2 separate regions of the Gossypium hirsutum genome follow, and region 2 is linked to region 1. The links are chromatin contacts, called in public Hi-C maps. All regions are on one chromosome and are shown on one strand. Each heading gives the region's core, a stretch centred on a gene start, on an enhancer-like site or on the middle of the called end of the contact. The rest is flanking DNA. Distances are from core to core; before and after follow the strand shown. Region 1 holds the start of LOC107892738. Region 2 holds the start of LOC107892204.

Region 1 (3,896 bases), core at 1,159-3,658:
TTGGCATGTAAACTTTAAGCCATGCGAAAATGGCACGAATGTTCGATTGAGTTGGATCAAGGGTAGGCATGAGATGGACCTAGTTACTTTCGTAACAGATGCTGGCAGCAGCAGTGTCATGAGATTGAAAAATCACTAAAAATAGTAGGATTGGAATTAATTGATGAATAAATTATGTAATCGAAGCTCGATGAGTCTGCTTTCATGAGGAAGTAACGAAAAGATCATATGGGCAGTATATTAAGAGATAATCAGATTATTGTGGGACAGGGCCAGAACCGTATCTGGATTCCCTGCTCCGACTTTGAAAATTCATTACAAATTAACCAGAGATAATTAGGGGTCGTACCATATATGTACAGATTCCTCTCTGAGTCTAGTTTTCATAGAAACAAACGGCATCAGTATTGAAGCCCCGTGCAGGGAGATATCCAAGTCGTAATGGGCAAAGGTCAGTGTAGTCGACCCCTGCAACTTGGGAGACTTTGACTAATAAACTGTACTAATTGGGCCAACCAAAAATTCTAGAAAAAAATACATAGATGGGCACATGAGTCTAGTTTCTGGGAAAAATTACGAAACTGATTTTCGAGTTACGAAACTCAAGATATGATTTTTAAAACGACTAGTACACAGATTGGGCAGTGTCTGGAAAATAAATTTTGTAAGGGGTTAAAGTCAGTTAACACCTCGTGTTCGACTCCGGTGTCGGTTTCGGGTTCGGGGTGTTACAGAATTAAATTCAAGCATTTTAGTTTCATACTTTTAATTTTTACACTCTTTGAAATTTTGTCTTCATTGCATCAATTTCACTATACTAAACCTTACAATCTTTCCAAATTAGTCCTTGCTAACATATAATTCAATAACCCTTATAAATTCACTTCAATATCACTTTCAATTTAACTTACTACCATATAAAACTTCATTTAGGTCCACTAAAAATTATTTCATAACCTTCTTTTAGCTTCACTTAACAGTTATCACTTTCATATTTATTTTCAATCACTTAGTCACTAAATTTTCACTTCTCATATAAGTATGATTACTTATGACATTCACATATTACCACCTATGTTTACACTTCTTCATACTTTAAAGTCACCTACTATACCTCATTTCACTAATTTCATCTTTTTTTAATTAATGCACTTGACACATATTACTTAGCTCTTTCATTATTTTATTAATTTGAATATCAATTTTCAAATCTTATACACTTTAATATTTATTCATGAAATTTACACTTATGGTCACTTAATATCACTTTACAATACTTTATCACTTATTTAATCTATATCTTTTAATCACGATTCAATATCACTTACTATACCCACTTTACTAAATTTATTTCATTACTAGTTAAATCACTTCTCACTTCATAATTTCCAACTCAAGAATACTTATTTACATCTTTCTCTAAAATTTCAAATATTATTCAATTTAGTCTCACTTTCTAACATGTCTTATACATATCATAATTATTTCCACTTTCACTTATCATGTCACATATATGTCAATTTACTCATTTTAAACTTAAAATATTTCTAAATATTATTCCTCTCCATCAATTTCACACTATTTAGTGTTTTTAATTTATTTTTCATTCTCTACACTTAATTTGCAACATTTTTCAATATAATTCTTTGAAAAATAAATAGAGTTAATATGAGTGCTTACCTTTCTTTTGCTAGATTTCATTTCCTTACTTCTTTTCTAATCCTTTCACACTTTTGTCACTTGCTCTCATTTATCTATAATATTTTCATCACTTCTTTTCTTTCTCACTTCATTGACATGTTAGAACATAAGCAATTTCTTTACTAGAAATCACTTTTTCATATCTCTACTTTAACTAAACATAAATTTCAGAAGAAAATATTTGATATCTTACATTTTCTCTTTAATCTCTTCTCTATCTTCTCAAATTTCTTCACTTCAAACTCCAATTTCTCACTTTCATAATGATAATTGAATCCTCTAGGATATCTACTTCACTTTTCCTTTTTGATGGACTTGGAAATTCTCAGAACTTTAATCCTTCTAAGTCTATGGTGTGTTTTAGCCTCAACACCCCAAGAAATCAAAGGCGGCACCTTAGTGATGCGTTGGGGATATGGTTGGTTGAGACGATGGGAAATTATCTTGGTCTTCTGCTTATCATTGGAAAAAAAAGACAGGGGCTTTTCAACACATTCTCGATCGGTTCTCTAATAGGATAAATGGTTGGTCAAAAAGGTTTTTATCCTATGGTGGTAAGGATATTTTTATTATAGATATATTACAATCCTTGTCTACTTATGCTCTTTCAGTTTTTCTTTCTCCTAGAGGTATGACTGATGAGATGCTTTCGAGGATGCGAAGTTATTAGTGGGCTAGCAAAGCCAAAGGACGCAAATGGGTGATGATGGCTTGGGACACATTGTGCAAGCCAAAGGGAGTGGGCGACCTCAGATTTAGAGACCTTAGGCTTTTCAGTATTATGCTTCTAGAGAGACAAGTTTGGTGCCTTATTAACCACAAAGATACCTTGTGCTTCCATGTCCTCTACTCTAAATATTTTTAGGATGGAGATGTGTTTCATCCTAAAACGGTCGATAAGCCTTCCTTCGCTTGGACGAGTATCTCAACTGCAGCTAAAGCCCTCAAAGCAGGATTCGATTGGGAAATTAGGAACGGCAGAAGAGTGACAGTTTGGTTGAAAATGTGGGGTTTTGAAGGTCTTGATGGTAATACTTTAAGTGATCCTAGTGTTGACATTCAGGAAAGGGTGGTGTAAGACTTATGGAAACCTAATCACCTTGTTTGGGATGGTATTTGGGTCTGCGAGCTTTTTGGTGAAATGGTGGGGGAGTAGATTTGTGAGCTTCCCATCATCCCCAATAGGCCGATAGATAGAGTTATTTGGTTCCATAATAAAAATGGAAGTTACACAATGAAATCGGCCTATTCGTGGCTTATCTTCAAGAAGGTTGGCTTTGGTCCACATCGACTCTTTTGGAAGATCATTTGGAAGCTTCAGATACTTCCTAAAATTCTCTTCGTGTGGAGATTGAGCCATGATTTTCTCTTGAAGAATGTTCAAATCTCTTCAATTAAGCAAAGCTTTGGTAAGGGATGCTTGAAGTGCAGTGATGATGGAGATGAGACAGCCTTTCACGCTCTTAAGGAGTGCACGAAGGCCTACGCGATCCTTGCTCTCAGAGGGCTTAATGGTAGTCTTCTCAAAAGATTCATGAAAAATGCATTGATTGGTTGGAGGAGACTATGCATTTATTGGACAAAAATATATTCGAAGATTTGATTACGATTCTTTGGAATTTGTGGAATAGTCGTAACAATGTTATCTTCCGGGGTAAAAATGAGGATTCTAGGGCTATTTGGAAATGGGCAAATGTGCTTGGCGATGACTTTCGGATACACAACCTGACAAGCAAGGAAATTTTTCCCATGTCACCAAGGCCCCAAAAATGGGAGAAGCCCCCGATCGGATTACGGAGCTGTTTTGCTGTTTTGCTCATTTTATTTCGCTACTATTTTGCTCTCTGTTTTTCTCCCAAACTTTTAAAGGTCTCACCTTTTTCATTCTTGCAGTTATCATCTTCTTTTCCATTGCTCGACAAGCACCATCCACTTCCATTATTTCACACCCTCGTACATTCTTCAGCAAGGCAGCAGAAACTAAGTACCACCAAAACATTTCCAAACAGCCTCTGTGCTTAGAAAAGGGATTTCATTTTCAAGATAGGGATGGAGTATGCTAAAGCCATTTCATCCGTGGTGGAGAAACATGGATGGCAAGCTTTCTGTCTCCTTCCTGACGATGTTTTCCCTCAAGTGCTAAAGGAAATTTATGCTCATCTTAGTTCTCTTGAAAATGTGTTATGTGCGAGGTG
Region 2 (4,106 bases), core at 980-3,479, 300 kb before region 1:
CCAAAAAGCTGAAGCATCTCAATGGTAGCCACACCTGACCACCAAATGAAGTAAATCCAGCTCCCAACTTAACCATCCAAAAGGAAAGGGAGAGAAGCAGTCAGGAAAATAGATTCCACTTACTTGCACAACTAGTTGATTGCACCAACAAATAGCTTGATGTTCCATCGACAGCCATACATTTTTCATGCTTGTACTGCCTATCATAAATCCGTGAGTGGGAGGAACAATGCCATCCAGGGATTCCAATTTTGAGCGTACCTATAGTCAGAAAAGGAGACCATGATATATTCAGGCAAGGTTCAACATTTCAAGCAAGATATATACTTAAGACATAAAGCACCAATTGCATTTTATAGAAGCAAACAATCTAATCCAAACCATACCACACCAAATTTCGAAGAATACCTGATAATCATTATAACCACCAGAAATGGAAACAATAACTACATGAGATAGTTTTGGGCTTGAGACATATTCTCCGGTTTGAGTGGTTTGAACATCATAACCCTGTCTCCATTCTTGGTTTATGCTTTCATAATAGTGACCCAGGGACGGCTGCAATGCCACAGGAGGAGATCTGGATAGAAATAGCAGATTCTTAAAGGGGAGAAATAGAATTTTAAAGAAAAGATAGACGAGAATTCTCAAAGAGCTCACTGGTGGGGACTTGAAAGAGTGAGAATAGTTTCAACAGTTGATTTCCTTAGATGGGGGTGGACCGTAGCAGCTCTAGCAACGAAACCACCCATAGAGTGACCAATCAATATAACACTTTTTGGCAAACTACCAGTGATTGCAGCACCCTCTCTTTCCCGGGCATCATGCGATTCTTTATATTGATCCAAAATCTGCAATAATAAGTTGGGTAATTATGAGCCTTCAAAGACAAAATGAGGCCTGATATGACATTGTCAAACAAACAAACAAGGTAATCTATGATTTAGTTGATTTAACCTTTTAAACTCTTTATCTCTTTGCAGTACTTTAAACATATGAAGTGAAAAGTGTGACCTCAAAACAAAGAACCATGCATAAAACATTCAAAATTCCATGTCAAACGGTTCAAAAAAAACTATCGCCAATTTCTCATTGTAAACTAAAATTCGAAGGAAAAAAATGATACCCTGTGAATAGCATATACAACATATTCAGTGTGCTCTTCAAGTATCCGACCATCCATTGCAGAATGTTCCCCCTCAAGATCCACAGAAAACCAATCTAGCCTGTTAGCATATTGGTTTGGCAATTGAAAGTCATTCACATCCGCATTCCCTCCCTCCTCAGAAGTTAGATAAGCTTCTCTATAGAATGTATGTTCAAGTGCACCTCCTTGATAAGCTCTCTCAGATTCAGCTGCCAAGGAACGAACCTATAAGAAGGGTGAAAACTTGTAAACACCCTTTAGAAGCAACTCCATAGATTGAATAACATACTTGTGAGTTATTGACTATCTACAATGAAGCACTACCAATACTAACAACAATGGCAAAAAGGAGGACCTTGCCTGTTTGTAGCTACCGCCATTTCCTGGAATAAAGAGAACCGGAACTCCTTTGAGATTCTTCAAGTGTTCCTTAAAGTCAATGTTTCTCCAACCTTCGTGATACAAATACAAACCATATTTTGCGGACAAGACGCCCTCCGCAGTGGAAATGGGGATATAAGTTGGATACATATATGTCATGACACAACCATTTGATATAGGCTTCAATAAACCATACAAAGTAACTACAACAACCCATAGCAGCGCAATTATAAGCACCACTGCTCTTAAACTAGGCCTAAACCCTTGCATTCTCGAATCATTACTTTTCCTTCTCTCGCTTTCCATAATTGAACATTCACTACACATAAAAAAGATAGATAAATATTCAAAAATAAAGAAGGAAAAAGAAACAAAATCATCTTAGGAATGCAACATTTGAATAAACAAACGAATTTTTAAAACTACAGGCAATTAGAAAAAAAAATCTATTTAGCTTAATTATTAGCAGATCTACTCCAGAAAGCATAATTAGAGACGAAATAAAGAATAATAACAAATTTCATTTGAAAAGCTTAAGAGCAAAATGAAGGTTTTTCAGTTTATCTGATTTGAAGATAAAAAAAAAGGATGGAATTGTGAAGGTGAAACCTGGTCGGAGATGAAAATCCAAAGCATCGCGAGGTAGGAGAGAGAGAGCATTAGCGCATTTGCTTTCTGTTGGAAGGAGACGAACCGAAAATGGAAGGGATTGTTTCTAAATAACTGAATTTTAGGATCTGGCGGTTTTTCTGGTGGGTCGGATCCCCAATTTTAATATGGGCCGGTTTGAATGTTTGGACCTCAACACCGGTTCAGTGGCCTTGGATCGCGGAATCTTTACTTTCTCGATGACATTTGGGTTAATTCCACAAAAAGTCCTTAAACTATGCACCGAATTCTAGATTGGTCACTAAGTACGTTCCAATTTAATCCCCAAACTAAAGCAACATTCTAATCAAGTTTTCCTATTAGTCTAGCTTCCAGTTTCAATCTAATGCGGTTCATTTCTTAAACACATATGCATCAGATACACGCTGATATTTAACAACAAAACTAACAAAAGGATCTAACTAAAACAATATTTTAATTTAAGGATTCAATTGGAACGTATCAAAATTTAAGAAACAATTTGAAATTTATCCCACAATTGAGAGACATTTGATGCAATTAATCCATAAAATTTTATAAAATATAGTGACAAGTATATTTATCCCTACACTTTTAACTTAATATTGAATTTATTTTTGTGATTTACTTTTATTTAATTGAATTTAGTAATAATCTTTTATTGAATTTTGCAGTTAACAACAATTAATTAATTTAGTATTGAAATTTTAAATCTAATAAAAATGTTTATTTTATAAAAAGTTAAAAGCTTTGCTTTTCTTTATATCTTTCTATTTTTCATCTATAACATATATAAAAGTACGAGTTTAGAAAAAAAAACTTTTGAACTGATGAGAATATTTTTTATTTTTCATCATATTATTTCAATGACATTTAAAAATAATTATGATATTTAATTTAGAATTATTAGTTAAAAAAGTTGTATTAATTTTAAAATAGAGTTATTAATTGAATAGAAATTTAAACATAAAATATAGGAAAATTTGTGATAATTATAATTATAACTAAATTACAATAATTAGTTAAATTTTTTACATAAAAATAGTTGTGCTAAATTTATTTTAAAAAAATCGTGTTAATTTTATTGATGTGAAATAAAGTTATTGCTTGAATAGAATTCTACGTATCTTAATTATCACGTAACTATTGTTAGAGTTATATATCAATTAAAATTTGAGTTTAGTTTTATAAATAACATCTCGTAGTTAGACATATTTGATCAAATAGTGTCCAAGAAAAAATACTGTTAAAAAAATGGAATTTGTTAACATTAATAAGTTAAAATTATATAAAATATAATGGAGTTTTAAAGCGATGGTTCTTCGAAAAGATAATATCAAATCATATTTGAATAATAATAACACTAGAAAGATAGAGAAGATATTTTAATTGATGATGAGATGATATAACCTTATGATCTCTTTTTAAAATTTTTGTAAGTGGTTTATATTATAATTTGAAATAGCATATTGAGAAACAAATGGATATTATTTCATTATTAATTACAGTATATATTATTTTTCACTTGGCATTAATTACTGTTTTAATTGATTTTTTTAATATTATCAGTATAGTTATTAATATCAAATCAACTTTTTCAATGAGGAAAAACAAGAAAGCAAAAGACGGATTAAAAGAGAAATTATTATTGTAAATATTAGGTAATTAATATTTTTACTTTATTTATTTATATTTTTCAATTTGAGTTTTATATAATTTTTTAATATAAAATATTGCATGATAATTAATCTTTCACTTTATATGTTTTTTTTCTAATTTTATTTATACATATTGATTTAGAACATCCCATTTGTTGCTAGCCTTGTAAGGAGATTTTGTTGAGAATGAAAGACAATTTTAAGGAGGAGCAATTTCTTTAGAATGATTTTGATGAAAATATTATTTTTATTTTTATTAAATTAATTTATATAATAATAAATAAAGTTAAAAT

What was found. A called contact is a pair of places that touch in the nucleus more often than the background predicts.
Region 2: a contact with region 1 is called in a Hi-C map of leaf, with 3 times the contacts expected there. The contact joins the promoter of LOC107892204 here to the promoter of LOC107892738 in region 1. A contact is called at or near these places in 13 of 34 Hi-C or Micro-C datasets (callus, hypocotyl, leaf and 2 more).

Annotation. Positions count from the first base shown.
Region 1 is chrD09:10,832,961-10,836,856 of Gossypium_hirsutum_v2.1, reverse strand. LOC107892738 reads left to right here and starts at 2,408. Exons shown (of 2, transcript XM_016817791.1): 1 at 2,408-2,500; 2 at 2,567-2,779. The coding sequence starts at 2,408. The coding sequence ends at 2,779.
Region 2 is chrD09:11,132,173-11,136,278 of Gossypium_hirsutum_v2.1, reverse strand. LOC107892204 reads right to left here and starts at 2,229. Exons shown (of 19, transcript XM_041101787.1): 1 at 2,138-2,229; 2 at 1,508-1,847; 3 at 1,127-1,372; 4 at 661-851; 5 at 409-580; 6 at 124-261. The coding sequence starts at 1,834.